Linked DNA regions of Mus musculus: regions 1, 3, 4, 5 and 6 are each linked to region 2. A link is a contact called in public ChIA-PET, Hi-C, HiCAR-type and HiChIP or PLAC-seq data. All regions are on one chromosome and are shown on one strand. The core of a region is the stretch at or near the end of the contact, and the rest is flanking DNA. Distances in the headings are between cores, read along the strand shown. Region 1 has its middle 130 kb from the start of Gm31610. Region 2 overlaps Gm31813 (a long non-coding RNA gene). Region 3 has its middle 160 kb from the start of Gm31552. Region 4 has its middle 300 kb from the start of Gm31552. Region 5 has its middle 110 kb from the start of Gm31610. Region 6 has its middle 82 kb from the start of Gm31610.

Region 1 (3,808 bases), core at 526-3,025, 580 kb after region 2:
CAAAAAACAGACCAGTTGGAAGGTGAATCATGCACATCTGGGAATAAGTGGTAGTCAGGCAAGCCTCGACAATCTCTTATGCTTACATCTGAAAACCAGGGAGATTTGAACGTGACATGAACCCCAGAGGCTTCTGTGTTTGAGCACTTAGCTCCAACTGATGGAGTTGGGAGTCTTGCCATAACATGGCCATTCCTTGATGGCCTGAGATTATTTTTAAACTTTTCATCGATTTTTTGTAAGGTTCACATCATGCACCTAAATCCCACTCATCTCCCAGTCCCTTCCTATTCACTCTCCACCCTTGGTTACTTTGTTGTTGCCCTGTGTCATGGAGATCCTGCAGCTTTGAATCTTCAGGACCAGCCATTTCACACGCTCCAGTAATTCATAGATGAGGTAGATGTTGGGGTCCGCCAACTCAAAGCCCTGGATATGGGCCTGGGTGGTAGCTGAATTGATCAGCCCACCAGGTCTCCTGAACCACACCACCAGAATGAACTAACACTGCCTTGACTTTATCATCCAATGCGACCATCAGCCGGACAGGGTCAGCTCTCCTGCTCTCATGACCTTGAGGCTGGCTCATATGCGCCCATGCCATCAGAGTCAGCTCCATTGTGCTCTCCAGTTGAAGTACAGGGGCTGATCTCCTGAGTACTACAGCCAGTCAGGAGAGGGGCCAGCTTTCCCATCCTCATGACCCTGGGGTCAGCTCTCCCAGAGCGCCAACGACCACCTCGGGTGGTATTGGTAGGAGGCGCCCATGTCAGCTCATGCTAGGCCAATGGCAGGGCCAGCTAGGGCCAGCTCACCTGTCCCTCTCCATCAGGGTCAGCCGTATTGTGCTGTTCAGATGAGGACCAGAGCCTGCTCTCCCAAGTCCTGAGGAATGCCTAGCCCATTTCCTGTTCTCTCTATGTTGCTAGATTAAAGAAACATTCTGCCACGGTGTTCTGTAAGTCAAAATAAACCCCTTCTTCCTTGTTTCTTTCATATTCTTGGTTATAGCAAGGAGATAAGTGAACTCTTACATTTGGGAAAGCTGAAGACCAGTGGATGCCTCAGGCTGTTAGAGATGCTGTCAAATTGCTCAGTTGAGGATAGCAAGGCTGGAGTTTCAAAGCTGTGTTCAAGAGATTAACTCAAAGAAACACTTGGGAATGATATTAAGAGGTATATAGAAGCACGGTATAGGTTTCATTATTTAAAAAGGCAAACTCATTCTTCTATTAATGAAATCATTTTGGTGTAACTTCCCACTGCCCCTCTGACTGGGGTACCCAAATATAGATCACATGGAACATTAAAAAAAAATTCAACAGGCTTCTAAATGATTAATTCTTGCTGACATAAAATAATTCCCTAGAATAAGTAAAGAATGCATGGCTTAAAAAATAAATTGTTTTTTTCATTAGCTGTTTTTATAAATAAAATTTACACCATGTGAAATTGCAGAATGCTCACTTATGGACATTTGGCGACTTACATGCTACTGTGCACTTATTATTAGTATACATGACAATGCATTCTTTATCCTTGGTTATTTAAGGATATAGGTGTGTGTTGATTATAAGCAGTTAAATATCCCAGGATTACATTCATTTGCAATGCACATCCAATGCACTGTGGGTTTTTATTCACTTAGCAGAGTTGGGGTTTATCTACATGGTTTATATTTTATATTTGAGAGAAGCTAAGTAGCAGAAACATTACAACATAGACAATGGTATTAGCATATTCAATGTTCAGCTCGGCTCTCACTGCTTTACACATGTAATTAGGTTGTTTCCATGGAAATGATCTAATTACGGGCTTCTCCTTGGCTTGGTAATCACATTTGCTGTGCTTTGGCAGAGATGTTTTCCTTGTTTTGTTGAACAGCTCCACTTGACAAGATGTTCTCTCCAAAGATGAATAATAATTTTTCCTGAGAGAGAAAAATAATTTTTATAATGAAACACACTGTTAAAGGTGACTTCAAAAGAGGTTACAGACGTGTAGCAGATCCTGCCAATAATAAGACAGCTATTACCCTTGAAAACACAATCTATTTTTAGTGTGCATGTGTGTGTGTGTGCGCGTGTATGTGTACTGTTGTTGTTAATGATAAAAATCATAGGAGGTTTTTATTTTGAAGAATTGCACTATTGAAATATATTATTTTCTTCTGGAGTATATTTATACTTAAATATATATTAATTATAGTTTTAACAGACTAAAGGAAATATGCTGAGAGAGAGAGAGAAAGAGAGAGAGAGAGAGAGAGAGAGAGAGAGAGAGGCAGAAGCATTGAAGAAAGAGCACTGAAGCTTATACTCAGTAAGAATAGTCAATTGCAGAAGGCTATTCATGAAGAGATATTTGCTTATCATTGCCATGGCAGTTGAGAACACCTTAAAAAATCAATTAAGACTTATTTTGGGAGCGATCCAAATATAGACCTTTCAGTGTATAAAGGAAACAGGAGATGGAAAAAGTTGCTGAGGAGACTCCATGTCACCTGGTCCACTTAATAACACTAGGAGACAGAAGACAGGCAGAAGTTCAGCTCTTAAGCATTGTGAGATTCCAGCCCACTGTAAGAGAACTTCGCAGGAAGTCCTTATGACAGACACTGTGTAGACCCATCGAGGGTTAGCAAGATGTATGGGGTCCAAAGTCCACAACATCCTTTGTCCAGATACTTTGAACCCTAGCACTGACAATCAAATACTCTGCCCTTTAATAGCTATGGAGATTACTTCAAACACAAAGGGAGAACACTTCAGGAAGTAGCCAGAATGCTGGAGCTCTCTCCTGATTATCATTTGTGTAGGTAATAAAGGGTGGGGATATAATTGACTAAAGGGCACAGTGTTTGAAAATTATAACGATAACTGGGTTTTCTATTTATACCAAACCAACCCTTATTAAATGCCATAAGGCTTGGGTTTTAGAATTATATAGCACGGTTTCCACCAGTAAAAATGGTATTCTATTTATTTACTGCTCTTCATGTGGCAGGGGCTGCACATGGGTCTGTGAATGAAGTGATGAATCAGCGAGATGTCAATGCTAGCTAGGCTCAATTTCCTTATTATTGAACAGAGAAAACAACAACAAACAAAACAAAACAACACCCGCCTGAACAGGCCAGTTTGACTTCCAGGCTAAGCCATGTATATAAGAAGATGCAAGTAGGAATGACAGCAAAAGAGAGGAAGGACGATGAATGACGTTCATTCTAGCAAAGGGAATAGCAAGGAACATTGGCCAGGCATCACAGATTAACTAGACAAGATGGGAGCCCTCTTGGCACAGAGGGTATGATGAGGGATGAGGCTAGAGGACGCTTGGGGATCACTGTGTCACAATGCTGGTAAATCATGTTGACTTGCTTGTTTCCTGAGCACATTTGGCCTCCGTTAGGTTTCAAGCACGGGAACAGCCAGTGTTGCCTGGATTATGGTTGCGGGTGACCTGCTGTCACTCTTTGAGTTTAATTTTGATGCAGTTAATTTTATAGAATGATGTTTTCATTGTGAAACACCAAGGATGCCTACAGGGACTTGCATCCTATGGTCTTAGGTGAACCACTTCCTTTTTCTAGAATCCTGAACTTTTGTCTGTCTGGTTTCTTTTACTCTATTCCTCCCATGACAAGGTATGTACCAGGTTAGTTTGTTTACAGAGAAGGTTAGAGTGTGAACACATGTGTGCCTAGGAGCAAATTGCCTTTGACTGCAGAGCTCTATCCTGCCCATCACGTGTTGGTCTAAAACTACTGATTCCACCTTTGTTCCCAATGTGAGATATTGCTTTCCAG
Region 2 (3,688 bases), core at 224-2,723:
TGGTTGGTCTCTCCTGCATTAGGCCAGGAAATGGGGTCACATTGAACTTTTTAATTTTTTTCAGTTTCTGCCTAGGGAGTTGTCTTTTACACTTCCAGTTTCTAGTTCCCTAAGAAGGCTTCTGATTGGATTAAAATATGTCAGCATTAGGATCCTAGGCTAATCCTTTAGGGCAAGGTAGGAGAGTGGGGTGAACTAGGCCCAGTGTGGTCTCCACCCCCTGCACTAAGTGATTCTTTTGGGATCCTCGTGGATTTGGAGCATCAGAAGGGGGTGGAATTTAGGAATCCAAGGGTCTGTACACTGTTTTCAGAAACAGGGACAGGGGCTCTGACCCGACAAGTGCAATGTTCCCAAGAAAGAGTGGCCCATTTTAAAAAAGGGAGACAGAGAGACCTTTGCAAAGTCTAGATGTATGACTCCCCAGTTGCTGAGAGGACAGTGGCTGTCCCAACTTCACTGATGTGGCCACCAAACAGGTTGAGCCCTGAGCCCAAGCTCAGAAGCCTTGAATAGACCCCCTGTCTCCAAAGCACGAGTTTGCTTTCCTTTCTGCACAGGCCCCGCCCTCCCCTTCCAGAGCGAAGACTCTTGTGGCCTTTGCACACACCTGGGGCAGGGGAAGCCGATTTCTGGTCTGGGACAGGGGACAGCCAGGATCCAAGCTGGGTATGCTGGATGTGCGAGAGTGCTAAAAGAAAAGCCAGGGCTCTAGAGACAAGGAGACACCAGCTGGGTGGCACAGGCCCCACCCTAGTTGGTAGCAAAAGTCGGGGGAGGGGAGGTTCTGGGTCTTTCAATGCAAATATTGTTAACCTAGCCTTGAACATGGTCCGAGTACCCGATGGTCAGTTTGCAAGGTGGGAACAGGAGCCCACACTGTGTACCTGTAAGGAAACATGTAAAACATGACCCACAAAATGTCACCAGAGCTGAGGAGCAGTTTCGTAGAGGCTCTCTGAAGAGAGAACTCTACAGGAAAAAGGGACCTGGAGCTTTCCAGATATTGAGGACAGTATCTTGTGCGTGTTGGAGTGTAGGGGGCGGGATGGGGCAAGGCCTTTCCAACCTCCCCTACCTTGGTGACTGCTGCTAGCTTTGTAATCTGCTCTGCCACGTGGTGTGCGCTTGGAGGTAGGTGGTGGTAGCAGTTATATCGGCCAGAGGAATATTTGGCTAAACATAACATTGAAACCCCCCTCTCCCTAGCCCAGGCCCCCTCTTGACTCGGTGAAGGCGATCCTGATGCGGCTGAGATCCATCCAGCCTGGCCAGGCAGCCGCCGCGCCTCCCCTCCCCCGCTGGACTGTGAGCCCATTTTCGCTCGGCTGGTCTCTGCGCCGCCGGATGGATGGCGCCCCACCCCCCCTCTCCTCTGCTCAGTCATTCAGACTTGGAAAGTCAATAACACGCTGACATCATCAGGGGTTTGTGTATTATTACACGGCTACTTTCCAGAATACCTGGCATTATCTAAGAGAGGAGCACTCGATTGCACCAGCAAGGCCCCGAGCGGAGTCTGCAGCCCCGGGGAGGCGCGGCTGCTGCGGCCAGGCCCTTTTTTTCCACAGGGAGTACCTCCAGGGCACCAATTAGGAACAGATGGTGGCTTCTGCTCTAAAAGCAGATGCACTTTAGATATCGATACAGATTCATTTTGGCTTGGGGGATGTACTCAGAAGTCACCCTCAAGTGACCTCCATTTCTTCTGAAAACACACGTGCCCTGACTTTTGGTCCTTAAAGAGCATTTTCAATGATTCTCACACAGGCAAAAAAAAGAAAGGCATGTGCTCTAACCAGAAGCCAAAGCCTGCCTCTTGATGCTTAGGAGTGGGGGTTGGGAGGCGGGTGTTATGCAATCACCATTGCGGGTGATTAGGGCTTTGCTTTGCCTCCAAGGCTGTTTGGTGGTTGAGTTTCTCTTTAAGCTTACTGCAGGGCAAACGCACAGAAAAACATGGCCCAGATTTATGGTGCAAAACTGCTCTCCGAGTAAATTGCCTTAGCATTCTGTTTCGGTTCTGGAGCAGAGAAGAGTAGATGGATTTGGGGTTAATTAAGATCTCTTTATCATAAGTTCCGGGGGTTACTTTGCCTAGAGTGAGGGGTTTATTTATTTATTTAGGTTTCTTTCTTTCTTTTTAAAAGTTTATTCGTTTAAGTAGTTTACTTCTCTCCCCCTTGCTGTGAAGGGTACATGAAAGGAGCTTTGATACTAATTAATTGTATAGATGGCTGCCACTTTGTTTTAGAGAACACATTCACATATTAAAGACAATACATCCAATAACTCACGCAACATGGTGCCTTTTCTGAATAGCCAAACAGGCTATTTATTTACAGACACAGGACTGGTCTCCTTTAAGTTCTCTTCAGTATTTTTAATTGGAAAAAAAATAATGGCAGCCAGCCCTAATTTGGAGAATGACAAGGGGAAGGGCTGGCCCTCCTTCGCCTGATCTCACCCCCCCCCCCCCGCCCCCCCTTGCTCCCGGCAGGGAGCTGCCTGATCTAAAGTCCTTAAGTTTCCCCTGGAGGAAGCAGAGCAGACAGCCTCTCACTAGTAAGGGTTTCTCTTCCTGCAGCCAGTCCTTTCAGAACCTTAGGGCAACTTCCCCCTAAATGCTTTGACAGAGAGCAATCTGAAGCTGCCATTTCTCAAATCCAGCCACAGCTGGGATGCACAAAGCTAGGAGTCAGGGCAAAAAAATCTCCAAGATGGCCCCCTGATAGCCCTCCCTAGAAGTGTCTGAAATGGTGAGACGTGCAGAAAAGTGGAACTTATGGGGTCAGGAAGAAAATGAACCCTCATTTTGGGGCCTAGTTGAAACCTCTAGCCAGCCGAAAGCAAGATTTTTTTTCTTTTTAAAGTTAAAATTTGCTGTGAAAGTTGCTGTCATACAAACAATATTCCTGTGTATGTGTCTGAAGGCCCAACATGTGAAGGTCACAGGGCAACCTCAAGTGTCCTTCTTCACCAGGTGATCCCCAGTTTTTGCTTGAGATGGGGGTTTCTCAGGTTTTTTGTTGTTTTTGTGTATGGGTGTTTCTATGTATGTATGTATGTATGTATGTATGTATGTATGTATGTATGTATGTGCAAGGGTCTATTGTGGTCAGGAGAAGATGTTTGATCGACTGAAGCTGGAGTTTTCAGTGGTTGAAAGCTCCCAGATATAGGTACTAGGGACTCATCTCTGGTCTTCAGCAAATGCAGCAAAGGCACTTGCGTCCTACCTCTAGCTTCTGGTCTGCTCCCTGAAGTAGGCCAGGTTAGATGGCCAGAGGGTCCGCCCACCTGCCTGCTCCTACCTCCCATTTTGCCATCCTGCAGGTTTCATGGTAATGCCTGACTTTCTGTGTAGGTTCTAGGGAATCAAGCTCAGGTCCTCACACTTGTGAGGCAAGTGCTATACTGACCGAGCCCTCTCCCCACCCCAAAGATTCTTTTCACATAGAAATACTTTGCCAAATTAGCAATGAATCATGCTTAAGTCCTAAGCTTACATTATCTTGAGGATGGCTTGATTTTTCTCTACAGAATATTGTTTGGAACGCTTACAAACAAGACTGTTAAAGCTGGTGAGACAGCTCAGTGGGTAGCGACGTGGGGGTGGGGCTTTGCAAGCCTGGAGATCTGAGTTCCATCCCCAGAACCCATGTGGAAGGAGAGAACCAACTCCGGA
Region 3 (4,063 bases), core at 1,539-4,038, 950 kb after region 2:
TAAAGAGATGCTCATGATGGGCAGCAGAGCCATTTACAAATACAATAAAGATTATTCACAATCCATTTTTTTCAGCCTTAATTCAGCTGGGGAACTGAGAGGTAGCTCAATGAATAAAATGGTTGCTGTGAAAGCTATGAGTTCAGAGAAAGACATTATCTCATGTCCAAGGAAAAATACTCAATGTCAACCTCTGGTTCCTCTACCCACAACATTACCTACGCCCTGTCTTTATCCATAGGCAATATAGACATTTCTTCATGTCAGCAACGTTTATATTATTCACTCTCCACGACACTCAAGCTGAGGTTTCAATTGTTTTAATATGTGGATAAGGTAAATGTCTGCTTTAGGTGAGGGTTCTGTAATAAGACTAGGAAATCAGGAATTGAAGGGAGCTAGAAGAGACAAAGGGGTACAGAGAGTTTGTTATATGATTTACAGTTTTAATTATTGTGAAAAATACCATTATAACATTATTAATGTTACTTATCATTTTTCAAAATTATAAATTAAGGTGAAACAATTCACTTCCTTCTTAACTGTGCTTTCATATGACAGCAAAGGGTGTCCTACATATCTGTCTTTGTCCCTTTGAATAACAGTGACTTTCACAAAAGTTATTCATGACATTCATTGGGAGCTCATGAATGAGAAAAAGCAGGTTCCTAAGACTTGATTTTCTCTGCTAGACACCAAAACATTCCTATCTATGCTAGTTTTCAAATCTAGGTTTCTGCCATGGCTCAAGTCTAGCAATTTTCCTACAGTCTGCCATATCTATGTGTTACCATGAGCTGAGGATAAGAAATATTGGCATTCAGAGGTTCTCCCCATACAGTAACCACACACCTGTAACAGGGCATAGAAGAGTCCACCCACTCTCAGAATGTGCTAATCGGTATCTGAGGCGAATATTCCAGTTTGCTAGCTGAAACATAAAGAGGAGGCTGGGACTTACCATGTTGCTCATGTCTTCTGGGCCTGTCTGTTTGCCTTGATAGTTGACTCTTCCATTTCTATTCTATTTGCACATTCTGAGCACGTAGAACATTTCAGAACACCAAACACAGAACCTCATTTAGTTACCAGACACTAGTCCCTACTTCTTAATTCTAATTTCTTTGGTGAGAGACATTGATTCTAATCCCATACCAAATTCACCACTGACACCATTTTCTGAAGGGCCCCTTTTCCAAGTTATAGTAGTTCTCTGTCCATCTTGATTAGAATATTAAGCCATCTCATTGTACCTGGCCATTCACACAGTAGCACCATGATTTCAATATCATATGAAGGGAAAGGGAATTTCAGAAAGTGGGTCTTCATTAAAATTTACAGTCAACTTAACCCAGTAAATAAACACTATTCCTGGCAATTTTTAAGAGTCAAGGGATAGGGACCTGGGACCCAGAAGGACTTTACATTTGGGTTAAAGGTGAGACCACAGTTTTGGAGATTCACACTTCACTTCCATGTTTGTCTTGCCTGTGCCACAAATGCAGGAAGCTTATCAAGGCGGAAACCTGCTTCCTTTCTTCCCTTGCAGGGCCAAATAGATGTGACCTGACCCAAAAGAGCACTGATAAAAAAACATTCCTGATGCAGAGAGACAGACAGCCCAGAGTGGAATGCAGGCTTTACTACTTTGTTCTTTACTGGAGTTTTAGTAATTTAATTGTCAAATAGTTGCTGTGATAATGTGATACCTAGGAAGTTCAGCAGGTCTTTTGTTCTGGTCACTGTACCTAGTAGGTGGCACAAAGAATGTGTTCAGTCAGTGTCTGAGGCTGCAAGCAATGGAACTGGGCAAATGTCTGAAGAACAAAAGACTCTCATTATTTGCAGACGAATGGTCCTGCAGAATTTGTGTGTCCTGGCCCCCTTCCAGACTTTAGATTGGGCTCTCTTTGGTCCTGCTAAAGCTAGGTACACAACAATTCTAAGAGTGGAGATTAGCATGGGGACTGCAGAGCCAGGTTTTGCACAGGCTCATTGTCTCTTTCAAATGATGACTGCAACATTTTTGTTAAGTTCTTAAAGCTCAGACATAATTATTCTTGAGGTATAAGCCAACATAATGGTTATAATTAATACATAGCCAATTAAAAGCTATCTATCTATTAAAAGCCATAGATAGCTTTTTTAGCCCTCTTATCTTTTTTCTCCTCCCACTTTCTTCTGCCCATGTCAGGAGTCCTGGAAAGACCTAGGCACCATGGTGCAAAATTCTACTTAAGTATCACTCCTGGAATTACCTGGCTTTTGTGCCCTTGCACATAGCAGTTCTAATGTATCACCCAGAATGTTTCCCTTCATGTTTATTTCTCTGAAGCTCTAATAAGCAATCCTGTGTGACATCCCCTGTAGTGCGGTTGCCAGGCAGCAGTAAGAGAGCTGCAGGCAGGAGGCAGGAGATCTGGAAGAAGAAAAGAAGAGGGATGCCAGGAGGAGGAGGGGAGCAGGACTTAGGGAGTTGGGGGATGGGCTCAGGAAACTGCTGATCTAGAATTCTATCTCCTTGTCAGCTTTCATGTTCCCAGCACATAATGAGGCAATAAACTGAAGCTTAGTGGGGAAACAGAAATGGAGAAGAAACAGTGGGATGTTGTCCTTAAATGAGGTGTCAGTGATGTTTCTTATTTTGTGAAGGGGAGGATTCAGAAAGCTTTTACTTTTCCTCTCGAACTTCGGTCCTTGGCAAATGTAGCTTTTCACTTCTAAAAGGGCACAAGCTCTCCCTGGGCTGGCTTTGCTCCAAATCAGCACTGATTAGCACATAAAATCTCCCAGACCTTCCAGCATTGCACCTGGGGAACAGCCAAGTGATTCACAAATAATTGGAAAGGTTCTATACCTCCCAGCTGTCAAGTATGGAAGAGGAAAGCACAGAGAAATAGACCCACATGGCTCTTTTAGTAATAGAATTGGGAGGAGGCTCCATGGGCAAGTCATTCAAGGTGATTCCAGAAGGCAGCCTTCTCACTCTGATTTTTCTTTAGCATTCAAAATTAGGAGCCACTGTTAAACCTCTTCAACACTTCATCTCAACTTGGAAAGAATCTTGCTCTAATGAGATTGAACTGGCATCCTAGCAAAATGGACTGGCATAAATGGCACACGGGTCCCTTTGTGCCTGCCTGGATATTCCCCAGCCCAGTACATCTTGCCTTTTGCCAGCCTCCCAAGCTGTCTAGGACTAGGTTAAACACTCTCAAGTGGTAACACACAATGATTTTTATTTAGATGCTTGATTATTCTCGTTAATCAAATAGAACATGAACAGAAGGTTTGCACAAAATGAACAGTGCATTTACAGAAAACTTTGTGTATAGATGCATATTCACAGGCCCTGAAGTTTCTAGTTACTCTTCTCAAAAGTTGCATACCCAATATCTGGAAGAAAAACATGGGGCAAAACTTGCTAAGTGGCAAGATGATCAGAAAGAACTCAACCTTGGATAGTAATTACTACATTTCTATTTCAGTGTAGAAATGGAAGTCAAGGTAGAATTGGAGGGCCAGCTATGGCAAAGTGCTGCACGGCAGATGATGTTGCTGCCTCCGCACCTTCAGACTTGTTTCTCCTTTATAGTAGCCTGGATTCAAAATCCAAACTGAGCTCATGGAGGACTCAATCAAGGAGAGTTTGTGATTTTTCTGAACATCCTGGGATGAAGAATAAGTGTCAGAAGAATGGTTTTCTTTTGCATACACCACAGAAAGATATATGAAGAAATATGGGGTCAGCATATGGCTTAATCTATAAAGTTATTACCACTAAATTATGAAAGCCTGGCTTTGATTCCCAGGGCCCACATCAAAAAGAGCCCGGATACAATGATGCTGCTACAAACCCAGGCACTGAGAAACAGACACAAATGGATCACTGAGACTTATTGGTTAGCTAGCCCAGCTGAACTGGAGAGTTTCAGGATCCTTCTTCAAAATACAATGTGAAGAACTAACAACTCAGGAACACTTCTGAGGTTGATCTCTTACCTCCACACACATGTTCAGATTCATGAACACACACTCACACACACACACACACACACACACA
Region 4 (3,651 bases), core at 76-2,575, 810 kb after region 2:
CTGAGACTTTTCTAAATATCTTGCTATGACTAACAGGTTGGACGTGTTGTGGTCAGCTTATTTACTATGTGTGTTTTCAGTTTGTTTAAACTCAGAATAATTTTATAAGGCAGAACGTGGCCTGTCCTTCCTAATGTTATCATACACTTTGGAAGGCTAGATTCTGTTGGCACAAAGCTATCCTTGATAGTAGGAGAATTAAGTATGCTGTTCAGGCCTATAGTAACCCCACATATCTTCTACCAATCTCTGGTTTCTGAGAAAAAAATGAAGTCACTAAGCTATAATTGTAGATTTGCACACATCTCTTTTTAGTTATACTGCTTTCCTTTCATGAATTTCCATACTCTATTTTGGGTTTATCCCCAAGTAAGTATGTCTCACCATCTAGAAAATTGTTAGTGAATTCTTTACTAAAATTCCATAATCATTACCCCTTTAGACATATCCTTTGGCCATTTGTCTTTTCTATTCCATTCTTCTTTCTCTTTTTCTCATCATCTTCTTTCTTAATGTACCTGACTTGTAATTAACCAACTATTTTCCCAGTAACATTTCATCTTCTGAGAAGCCCCATGAGGAAATATTTCCCATGTCTACTCCTTTTCACTTTGCATATGTAGCTGACTATTAAGTACAGCATCATTCTACCCATATAACCTTCAGTGGCTCCTGAATGTGTTACATTGTCTCTTCTCTTCTCTTCTCTTCTCTTCTCTTCTCTTCTCTTCTCTTCTCTTCTCTTCTCTTCTCTTCTCTTCTCTTCTCTTCTCTTCTCTTCTCTTCTCTTCTCTCTCTTTCTCCCCTACATCTCTCCTTTCTTTTTAAAACAGGATCTCCCTATGCAGCTCTAGATGGCCTCAAACTTACAGAGATGCACTTGCTTGTGCCTTCTCAGTGTTGAGATTAAACACATGCCTCACCATGCCTTTCCAATCTGTTTTCAACAACTTTTTAAAAGTCTCATATTATTTCTTCAATGTCCAGTCCCTGTTTCTATCTGGTTCCTATGACTACATTATTGACAATTAGTGTTCATCATGTTGTTCCCTTTCATTTGAGTCTTTATCATGTTTGATTAGATGACTAAATCAGAGTGGGACAGACCTACAGAGTTTGAGATAAATACCATCTTGGTTTAAGAAAGAACTTTGCTCCTATATAGTAAAGTTCTTAGTGTAGAGAGTAGATTTACTGAGATCAGTAGTTAGCCTGAGCTTTGAAGTGTTGCTCTCAGTGTGGTACAGATTTCACACCTTGGTGTCAGCACCCATGAACTGGGGCACATTATGCTTCCTGGGAAACAGAATGACTTCCTTTGTTTACCACCCATGTGTAGTCTTGGTTTCACTGTGTGGCTGGGGAGTTCCCTCTTACCAGTTGTCAGCATCAATGCTGAACATTTTTCAGTTATTGCTTGTTGCTCAGTTTAGAGATGCATAAGAACTAACTTCTATTTCTGTCTCAGTATTGAGGATCAAAGCCCCATCATAAATAATAGACAAATGTTCTACCACTGGGCTGCATGCCCCATCTTCCTGAAACTTTCTTGGTTTTTTTTTTTTTTTTTTTCATTAGCTTTACCCTGGTCTATGTGGCTGGGCTTGTGGGGTAGCATTTTCTATACCTCTTTGCTCTTTCCCCATTGAAGAGAGCATCACTCTGTCTTTCTAGGTGGTCTGCAACTTCTCGATTGTCCTCCAGGAATGACAGGTCTTTTTTATCTGCGAGTGTAGGGTGATAGGTTCATGATAATGTCTTGCTTTCTATATTAGTTCAATTCAGCTTATGAAACAATACCATGAATCAAATGAACCCTAAACAATAGAAATGAATTTCATAGTGTCTAGGAAGTCTAAATTCAAAGCACCAGAAGATTCAGTATCTCATGCCTGACCCTGGATTTTATAAGGCCATGTTCTTTTTGTGCTTTCACACCAGTCCTGACCTGTCTGAGTTCTCTTTTATAAGGACACTAATCTCTTCATGAAGGTTTTACACTCATGGTTTGACCCCATCCTCCAAATCATTTGTTTGTTTGTTTGTTTTTGTATAGCATTATACTCGGGAGTAAGTTTCAAAGAGTGAGGAACAATAACAGTAAGTATGTTTTGTCTCAGAAGAACTGTTAAGTTTCTATGCCCAATGCAGAAAGGATGGGTACTTGACTATGTCCTCTGAGAGAGAGGCTTTTCTTAACTCCTGAACCAGCGGTAAGGTATCTTCACTGATAACTGAGAGATGAAAGCTTAGTATCTGTACCCAGCAGACAATGGCTTTAGTTTTGTAGCAGAGAACAACACAGAAATGTAGGCATAGCTCTGACCTGGTCCATAGTATCCGCCAATAATCTTGATAGAGGTGTCTTGCAGTGTGGACCTCTGTCTTTTCAACTACAATCAATCTGATTAGCACTGGCTGCAGGACTGTGTAACGGAAAATGAGGGTGATGGGGCCTCTCCTGTGTCCACTTCCAATGCTTACTCTAATCAACATCCTTGGCCAGTTTTAGAACTCACTCAATGTTAGTTATTATTTCTTTTTAGAATTTAAAATTTATTTTCACGTGCATGGGTATTTTGCTTGCATGGTTTTCTGAGTATCAAACACATAGAGACCAGAAAAGAGGGTTGGAGACCTAGGAACTGGACTTAAAGGTGGTTGTAAGCCATGATATGGACACTGTGAATTGAATCTGGAAGAACAGACAGTGGTCATCATTGAGCAATCACTTTGTTCCTGTCTGATTATATTTCATATGTAACATAGTATGCCAATGTAAGAATGTGTGTATATTTTGATATTTTATAAATTTATTGTATTTATCTACATTCCAGTCATGCCCCCCGACGTTGGTGCTCCTTTCCACATTTCCTCATTCTATTCCTTCCTCCCTTGCTTATGAAAGGGTGCCCCCCCCCACCAGACCTCTTTCTTCCCTGAGGCCTTAAGTATCTCAAGGATTAAGCACATATTTCCCCACTGAGGCCTGACTAGGTAGACCTCTGCTATATTTATGTCAGGGACCTTGGGCCAGCCTGTGTATGCTTCTGGTGGGAGGCTCAGTCTTAGAGAGCTCCCTGGGGTCTTGGTTAGTTGATACTGCTGATCTTCCTTTGGGGTTTCTCTCCCCTTCAGCTTCTTCAATCTGTGCCTAATTCAGACATAGTGGTCCCTGACTTAAGTCTAAAGGTTGGGTATAAATACCCACTTTTGTCCCAGTCAGCTACTGGTAGTGCCTCTCAGAGAACAGCCATGCCAGGCTTCCATCTGCAAGCACATCATAGCATCAGTAACAGTGTCAGGCCTTGGTGCCTTTCCCTGAGATGGATCCCAAGTTGGGCCAGTCATTGGACCGCCTTTCCTACTATCTCTTCTCTATTTTTGTCCCTGCAGTTCTTTCAGACAGAAACAATTCAGGGTCAGAAATTTTATTGTGGGTTAGTAACCCAGTCCTCAACTTGAGGACCTGTCTATCTGCTTGAGGTGGACTCTTTGAATTCCTTCTCTCCAATGTTGGACATTCTTGCTAAAGTTACCCCCATTGAGTCTTTAGAGTCTTTTGCCTGACAGTTCTCTGGTATTTTCTAGAGGGTCCTGTTACCTCTCACTCCCTGAGGCTTCTTAATTTCATTCATTTTCTTGACCCTC
Region 5 (3,846 bases), core at 1,159-3,658, 560 kb after region 2:
TGGGTTGGCATTTGTGTTCTCTGAGTGTCTGTATAACATCTATCCAGGATCTTCTAGCTTTCGTAGTCTCTGCTGAGAAGTCTGGTATAATTCCGATACTTCTGCCTTTATATGTTACTTGTCCTGTTTCCATTACTGCTTTTAATATTTTTTCTTTTTTTCTGCATTTGCTGTTTTGACTATTATGTGATGGGAGGAATTTCTTTTCTGGTCCAATCTATTTGGATTTCTGTAGGCTTCTTGTATGTTTATGGGCATCTCTTTCTTTATGTTAGGGAAGATTTCTTCTATAATTTTGTTGAAGATATTTCCTGGCCCTTTAAGTTGGGAATCTTCACTCTCTTCCATACCTATTATTGTTAAGTTTAGTCTTCTCACTCTGTCCTGGATTTCCTGGATGTTTTGTGTTAGGATCTTTTTGCAATTTGCATTTTCTTTTATTGTTGTGTCATTGTTTTCTATGATATCTTCTGCACCTGAGATTCTCTCTTCTATCTTTTGTATTCTGTTAATGATACTTGCATTTATGACTCCTGATCTCTTTCCTAGGTTTTTTTTTATCTTCAGTTTTGTCTTCCTTTGTGATTTCTTTATTGTTTCTAATTTCATTTTTAGTTTTTCTGTAATTCTTTAAAGTGTGTGTGTGTTTATGTGTGTATGTTTCTTTGTTAAGGGCTTCTACCTGTTTACCTGTGTTCACTTGGATTTTTTTAAAGGGAGTTATTTAGGTCCTTCTTACAGTCCTCTCTCATCATCATGAGCAAGAAATTTAAATCAGAGTCTTGCTTTTCTGGTCTCTTGTGGTATCCAGTGATCACTGTGTTGGGAGAACTGGGTTCTGATAATGCCAATTAGCCTTGGTTTCTGTTGCTTGTGTTCTTGTTCTTGCCTTTCACCATCTGGTAATCTCTGATGTTAGCTGGTCTGGCTGTCTCTGACTATGCCTTGTCCCTCCTGCAAGCCTGTGTGTCAGCACTCCTGGGAGACCAGTTCTCTCTGTGAGGAATTTCGGTATGAAGAGCTGTGGTACAGGGTCAGCTTTGGGGCGTAGACAAAAACCAGAAGGATCCTGTCCCCAGCTGTTCCTTGCTTCTTTTGTTCTGATGGCCTTGGGAGGGTCCCTCTTGGCCCAGGAATTTGAGCAGAAGCGGTGGTATTACATGTGCCAGCAGGTGTATTGGCTCTCCTGGGAGACCAGCTCTCTCCTGGTGGTATGTGTTTATGTAGCACTGTGGCACAGGACCAGCTCTGGGTGTTGACAGAAACTGGAAGACTCCTGTCCCTGGCTGCTCCTTGATTGCTTGTCCTGAGGGTTCTGGGAGAGTCACTTTGAGCAGCAGTGTCAGTTTTACCTGCACTCACAGGTTTGTCTGCACTACTGGGAGGCTAGTTCTCTCCTTGTGCTATTTGGGAATGAAACCCTCAAGTTGGTATTTTCTTAAGCATCAACAATGGTACATATATCCCAGAGAACTAGTCAAAATGAAACTCAAGTTGTATAGAGAACTGTCCGTCTTGGACATGGAATGATGTTCAATTAAACTCATAAAAAGAACACTAACAATATTTGTAAAACTATATACAAATACCCATATGTCAAAATATATACTCAAGTTACTAATAATAGACAGAAATATTTTAATCTAAAACGCAATTTTTGAGCTTCTGCAAAGATAACTCAGTTGATAAAGTGATTACTGGGAAGGTATACAAACTTCAGTGTGATTTCCAGCATCTACATACAAAATCCTGATGTGATGACCCCAGCTTGTAATCCCACGTCTTAGAAGGTAGGGGAAAGCAGCCCCCCCCACCCCCACCAAGTGCTAGCTTGCTAGAAAAACTGGTAAGCTTCATGTCCCAGTGTGAGAACAAGTCTCAAAAATCAAGGTGGAAAATTCCTGAAAAACAATACCTAAGGTTGTCCTTGGGTCTCCACAGGCACATGTACAGACACACAGACACACAGAGACACAAACATAGACACACACACAGAAAAAGAGGGACCAAAAGACAGAGACAGATTTATTTGGCCTAAAAAATTAAGATCATTCCAACCATTTACTTGGTGAAATCCACTCCATCTGTCTCTGTGGAGGGTCAAGTATTAGTGCAGAATTCATCATTATAAACTCAGCTTGCAAAGTTACAGTCTTTCAAAAGTCCTCTCCAAACACAGAGAAAATTTCAGGTTTCTTTTAAAACAAATTTCCCTTTTGGAAAGTTGTTAGCATGAGTTCTAAAAGTAAAAGCTCTTTTAGCCTGGCATTGCAAAAATTATTTTTTCCAGATTTTTTGGCAGCGGTTTACCAGAAGGGAAAATGTTTTGCAATGCGGTTCTCCTTCCATAGTCAGCCTGTCTGTACATTTGGCAGGTACCACATAGTCCACTGGGGCTCAGCACTGTTGGATAATGATGAGCCAGCATCCATGGTTCCAAATGGAAACACTTCTAGAGCCACTGGATCTCCCTTTTTCTCAGATATTTTGAAATAAACATTGGCAGCATTTATTTATAAAAGCTCAGGACATTGGAATGCATCAGCAGCAGGCTTTGGTTTTAAACAGATGATGCTGTGTTTTTCTCCGGATGATTCAAAAGTATAAACTTAAAGTTATCTAACTGAAAAGATAGCAGATTACAATAACCTAGGACCAGAACTTCAGTGATGTTCACATTCCCCCAGAGTGTGGTGAAAGTGGACCATTTTTATTTTAATCTTCCCCCACATCAGGCACAGCATTTCCTTTAGTCCACAAACATCCTCCAAGTGAGTGGGGGTTTGTGGTTGGTTTTGTATAGAACAGAACAATTGTTTTCATTTGGTAGATTAGGATTGAATCTCTTTCTCTTAATAGACTGTGAGCATGAAGACATGAAGCAATAAGAGGTAAATAACACAAGAAAAGGGTCAGCACTGTGGGTGCTGCTCAGTTGTTTTAAGTGAGAATTAAAATTAAGGTTCATTGTGCAAAGTCGTCTTTTTGGAGAAATAAGGGACATTCTATATTGATAGAGATCTAAAGATAAGTACTGAAAATGTGAAATGAGTTGATGATCACATAGAGTAACTTCACACATTGTCTTGGTGATGTTAGGAACTAATAATGCTTTGGTTGTTGATGCTTTGGTTGACCTCTCTTGGTTGAGTCAATTGTGAAAGAGCAATTCTTCTCTTTCTGTTTTATCTTTCTGGTGATGTGCTTGGCACCACTTGGTCCATTTCCTTATTTCTTCATGGAGATAGATCTTTATAAATTTTTTATGTCATATTGCTCCACTCTTCATCTGAAGTAATGTCTATGAACATCTTCAAAATCATAATGTGTCATAGAACCATAGTGGACTTTGTGGTTAGGTTTAGGTAGGTAACATGGCAATTGTGGCTTGACCTCCAACTTTTTTTCTTGACAAGGTTTCAGAAAGCCCAGGAGGGCCTCAGACTCACTTTCTAGTCAAAGAGGACCTTAAACTTCTGACTCTCCAGGGTTATCTCCCAGGTGCTGAGATTATGAGAATTTTCTACTATACCTGGTTTATGTGATGCTGACAATTTAATCCAGGGCTTTTCAAGGGCTAGGCAAGTGCCTTATCAACTGAGCTTCATTTCCAGCCATTTTCTTCTTAACATTATTTGTCCTTTCTCATATACTTCCACATGGAGCTGCCAGAAGTTATTTATGCTGGCAGAATGATTTTCTGAGTCCATTTATTTAAGAGAACAGAAGTTAAAGGATTGGAGTGGAGGTATCAAAGAGGAGGAGGGGCTATTTTGCACTCTTCTCCAAATTTTCTGTAAGTGTTTCTTATAGAAAGAAGTGGATAGTAGAGAAGGACAGCAGGAT
Region 6 (3,690 bases), core at 1,031-3,530, 530 kb after region 2:
TTATCACATCTCAATGTGACATCCTTGTGCTACCTCCTGTCTTTGGTGTGATCAGGACCAAGATTCACATGGCCCTACTGCAATGAAAATGATGTTCACATCTATTTATCAGGACTTTGGCTCAGATCTCCAGCATTCTCTCTCACTTTTTATTGCTCTCAGATCACCAATTGTTAGAGCACTGTCAAAATTTATAGAGATGATCAGGAGGAAATGATCATGCTGGTAGCAAGCATGTCAGAATACTTGTAAGCAAATATTTTCCAGGTCTTCAAAAAGTTCCTTAACTGAGCAGGGAAACCAAGATGACTTGTAACCAACTGAGTCCTTGAGGGAAGCCATAGTCACAACCTCCTGAGGTCTTCAGACAGATGCCAAAGGCTAAGTCACAACTGAGATTTTAACCCAAAGACACTGAGATAAGTAGGACTTTGTATTTTGGTCCTCTAAGTTTTGGTAGTAGTCTATTACACAGCACAGCAAAAAATTCAGTTTCCATTGAAATGTCTAGTTCCCCCAAGACAACATCCTCACTCTATGTTATAATTAGTTAGGGATATACTTGCCTGCCTTACTAGATTATAAATCCTGTGCACACAAGGCATTGCTTGTCTTGTGTACTACTGTATCTTCAGTAAATCATTATATTATTATACATAAAAATATGGAAGTCTCACTAGATAAGAATGAACACTTGAATCTCTTCAGTATGTAGTACAAATAGTGTTGTATAAATAGGGAGTTGGCCAAAGGAGGGATAAAATGAATTTAATGTCAAATTATAAGTGCTTATCAGGCTAACTGATGTGAAAAGATTGGTATTATTAAGCAAAATATTTACTCTGTAAACTGGCACTGACGTGGAAGTGATGTCATTCACGAGGCGAGAGGGAATTCACACAGCATGGCGTAGGGAAGACTGGCCAGGGTGGCAGAGAATCACCTGGGAGGACCGCTCCCTCTATAGGCATTCTGTTGCTCAGTGATAAAGCAGAAGGGGGACCTGCATCAGGTTAAGCTTTTTTCTAGTGTAATCTCTTTGCAGGTATATGCTCTATCATTCCTCAGTTGAGATTATTTCTGAAAGGAGGTTTTCCATATGATTTGTGTTTGTCAGCCTTCTCTAGAGGAACAGAATTGATAGAATGACTGTGATGGTTACTTTTAATTTTCAGTTTGATACAATCTGTACTCACCTGGGAAGAGAGTCTTAATGAGAGGTTGTCTACATCTGGACCTGGACATATCAGTGAGGGATTATATGAACTGAAATGGGAAGGCACCATCCTGGGTAGCACAGTTCTTGGGGCAGGGTCATCCTGAAGTATATGTAGAGTGGAACAGTGTGCTGAGTATAATATACACACATTCAGTGTTCTCTGCTTCTTAGACATAGATGCAGGATGGCTAGCTGTCTGGAGCTCCTGACATCACGACTTCTCAACAGAATGGTTCCGTTAACTACAATAAACTGTTTGTTTTATTAAGTTGTTTCTGTCAGAGTATTTCATCACAGCAATGGGAAAAGAAACTAAGACACCATCACCCTATTTAAGGGGACATGTGTTCCTGTGCAAGGTACAAGGAGAAGAGGATTCAGGAGGCTTGCAGAAACTTCTGAACAATATATGAACTGGGCAAAGATGAAATGGGTGCCTCTGATATGCTATATATTTCTATGCACTTCTGAAAATGTTCTGACATGAGACTAAATGACAGACCAGTAGATAGTTATCAGCAGTCGAGACATCCTGCAGATTGATAGAGGGAGCACAGCAGAACTTAAGTGCAACTTCACTAGGAGCTTATAAAACAGTTGCGAACAGAAGGGGTTGCTACTGAGATGATATGGGGTCCATACTCTGATGTCAACAAAGGAGGAAGGTCACAGGATCCTGGGAGGTTGAAGACATTGCCAACCTCTGATGATACAGTTGATACACTTTATTAACTCACACAAATATCATTGGGCCGACAAATGCCAATGAGCACTCAGGAATTTGAAAAGTATTGGTCACGAAAAAGTGGGCATGGACACATACTCAGGCTAGTATAGAGGGTCCATGTATACAGGTCTACACTCAAATGCACATAGGCAGGCATGTGAAGGCAAAGGTTCGGATGATTACCTCGTGCCCCAAGACTATAGATAGACACAAAAGCCAGGGATGGTTATGTAATGGATTACATCACTGTCTGTGATTCCCGATATGTGATGTCAGCGTTATTTTGTGCTTAGTCATAGCTCCTGGTTGACCAGGGTTAGCTCTCTTGGCTCATATCAGACATTCCTGTCAGCACTATGTTCTCTAAACATCACTGTGCCCTTGTGGCCCTCTGTGCTGATAGATGGCTCAGTGGGTAAAAGAATTCACCTGACAGTTTGAGTTCACTTACTAGCGCTTACATAAGAGAGGACACACCTGACTCCCACAGGCTGCTCTCACCTCCACAGACACATTGTGAAGGTCACACAGCTTATCCCACTCACACTGCAATGCAATAAATGATGTAATAAATTCTGTTTGTTATAATTAAGAATGAAGGTTTTTTTTTTTATAATAGATTCTAATCATGATTTCCTCCTCTCATGTCTCCTCTCAGATCCTCCCCACTCCTCATTCATTTAACTCCAGGCCTTCTTTATCTTTCTTTGTAGAAATTAAAAAAAAAAAAAATCCAACAAACAAAAACCCAAACCAACCAATATTATAAAAAAAGAAGGAAAAGAAACGCTTGAAAAACGCACATGCACATACCCCACAAAGATGGAAACTATTAAACACATGCAAAAGATCATTAAATTAAAAACAATGCCTAAAGAAATATGAGACAAAAAGATCTCCAAAAATATCATTGAGTTCATTTTGAGTTGGACATGTACTTACTGCTGGGCATAGGGCCAGACCTCAAGTATAGGTTATACACACACACACACACACACACACACACACATACACACACACGCGCGCGCGCGCACACATTTATCCAGTGAGGCTCCATTGAAGAAAACTAATTTTTCCTTTGTGAGCAGTTTTCAAATAGAGATAGTTTCTCAGCTAGGGATGGGGGATGTGTCCACTTACCTTTCTCAGTGTTGGGACCCTGTCAGCTTTGGACTTATTGCTGCCACAACTCACTCTGTGAGTTCTTATGTGCATGAGTCCTGTTGTGTCTGGAAGACACTGTTTCCTTGGTGTTGTTTGCTCCCTCTGGCTTTTTCTGCCTCCTTTTCTGCATAGCACCCTGAGCCCCGAGGTCAACACTGTGATGAAGACATACCAATTAGGACTGAATGCTTCCAGTTCTCTTACTCTCTGTGCATTATCCAGTTGTCTGTCTCTGTAATTAAATAATGTAATTTTTTCTTAAAGAATAGATATCAAGAAAAGAATTAACAAGGAAGTCACTGCATGCAAAATATTGCTTTCAGAATCTGGATCTTAGCAATGCCTTCACAAAGTTTCTTTTCCCTGAGAGTGTCAGAGACCCAGTATACACATGAACATTTAAAACTGATAATCTATCCTGTTTCAGCAATAGTTGAGAAGGTAGTACTTCAAGGTATGTGTCACATCATCAGGACCTTCTATATCTACAAGGGATAACTCTCACTCTTCTCAAGTAGAGAGTATTTGCATTGTTCTTGACAGTTTAATAGAGTCCCTGGCATAGCATAATAATGTGACC

The links. A called contact is a pair of places that touch in the nucleus more often than the background predicts. ChIA-PET counts read pairs in DNA pulled down with a chosen protein or histone mark. HiCAR-type assays count read pairs that join an accessible place to other places. HiChIP or PLAC-seq counts read pairs in DNA pulled down with a chosen protein or histone mark.
Region 1: a contact with region 2 is called in a Hi-C map of neural progenitor cells, with 1.8 times the contacts expected there. The contact joins two enhancer-like sites. A contact is called at or near these places in 5 of 484 Hi-C or Micro-C datasets (cerebellum, cortical neurons, neural progenitor cells and 1 more) and 6 of 115 datasets of contacts at active chromatin or transcription factors (astrocytes, cardiomyocytes, embryonic stem cells and 3 more).
Region 3: a contact with region 2 is called in an H3K4me3 HiChIP or PLAC-seq map of embryonic forebrain, with 8 times the contacts expected there. The contact joins two enhancer-like sites. A contact is called at or near these places in 1 of 15 datasets of contacts at CTCF or cohesin (pro-B cells), 4 of 484 Hi-C or Micro-C datasets (cerebellar granule neurons, cerebellum, neural progenitor cells and 1 more) and 5 of 115 datasets of contacts at active chromatin or transcription factors (embryonic forebrain, embryonic hindbrain, heart atrium and 2 more).
Region 4: an RNA polymerase II ChIA-PET map of memory CD8 T cells shows a contact between it and region 2, with 34 read pairs. The contact joins two enhancer-like sites. A contact is called at or near these places in 4 of 484 Hi-C or Micro-C datasets (the C10 cell line, CD4 T cells, bone marrow-derived macrophages and 1 more) and 1 of 115 datasets of contacts at active chromatin or transcription factors (memory CD8 T cells).
Region 5: a HiCAR-type map of fibro-adipogenic progenitors shows a contact between it and region 2, with 2.6 times the contacts expected there. The contact joins two enhancer-like sites. A contact is called at or near these places in 1 of 15 datasets of contacts at CTCF or cohesin (pro-B cells), 1 of 484 Hi-C or Micro-C datasets (uterus) and 4 of 115 datasets of contacts at active chromatin or transcription factors (differentiating embryonic stem cells, embryonic stem cells, fibro-adipogenic progenitors and 1 more).
Region 6: a contact with region 2 is called in an H3K27ac HiChIP or PLAC-seq map of heart atrium, with 6 times the contacts expected there. The contact joins two enhancer-like sites. A contact is called at or near these places in 1 of 484 Hi-C or Micro-C datasets (cardiomyocytes) and 6 of 115 datasets of contacts at active chromatin or transcription factors (cardiomyocytes, differentiating embryonic stem cells, embryonic stem cells and 3 more).

What each region holds. Positions count from the first base shown.
Region 1 is chr3:21,355,253-21,359,060 of GRCm38.p6, reverse strand. No RefSeq gene overlaps it. Among named protein-coding and RNA genes, the nearest start is that of Gm31610, 130 kb to the left of the region's middle. Within about 2 kb of position 1,775, at least 43 of the 459 cell types and tissues checked have an H3K27ac peak or open chromatin away from gene starts, as enhancers often do. A contact at or near this core is called in cerebellum, cortical neurons and neural progenitor cells, where this site is marked.
Region 2 is chr3:21,933,821-21,937,508 of GRCm38.p6, reverse strand. The region is part of intron 3 of Gm31813 (a long non-coding RNA gene); the gene reads left to right. Among named protein-coding and RNA genes, the nearest start is that of Gm31813, 29 kb to the left of the region's middle. Within about 2 kb of position 1,473, at least 417 of the 459 cell types and tissues checked have an H3K27ac peak or open chromatin away from gene starts, as enhancers often do. A contact at or near this core is called in cerebellar granule neurons, cerebellum, cortical neurons and 7 more, where this site is marked.
Region 3 is chr3:20,984,941-20,989,003 of GRCm38.p6, reverse strand. No RefSeq gene overlaps it. Among named protein-coding and RNA genes, the nearest start is that of Gm31552, 160 kb to the right of the region's middle. Within about 2 kb of position 2,788, at least 38 of the 459 cell types and tissues checked have an H3K27ac peak or open chromatin away from gene starts, as enhancers often do. A contact at or near this core is called in cerebellar granule neurons, cerebellum, embryonic forebrain and 1 more, where this site is marked.
Region 4 is chr3:21,124,040-21,127,690 of GRCm38.p6, reverse strand. No RefSeq gene overlaps it. Among named protein-coding and RNA genes, the nearest start is that of Gm31552, 300 kb to the right of the region's middle. Within about 2 kb of position 1,325, at least 18 of the 459 cell types and tissues checked have an H3K27ac peak or open chromatin away from gene starts, as enhancers often do. A contact at or near this core is called in memory CD8 T cells, where this site is marked.
Region 5 is chr3:21,378,558-21,382,403 of GRCm38.p6, reverse strand. No RefSeq gene overlaps it. Among named protein-coding and RNA genes, the nearest start is that of Gm31610, 110 kb to the left of the region's middle. Within about 2 kb of position 2,408, at least 21 of the 459 cell types and tissues checked have an H3K27ac peak or open chromatin away from gene starts, as enhancers often do. A contact at or near this core is called in fibro-adipogenic progenitors and uterus, where this site is marked.
Region 6 is chr3:21,405,876-21,409,565 of GRCm38.p6, reverse strand. No RefSeq gene overlaps it. Among named protein-coding and RNA genes, the nearest start is that of Gm31610, 82 kb to the left of the region's middle. Within about 2 kb of position 2,280, at least 11 of the 459 cell types and tissues checked have an H3K27ac peak or open chromatin away from gene starts, as enhancers often do. A contact at or near this core is called in heart atrium and pancreatic cancer cells, where this site is marked.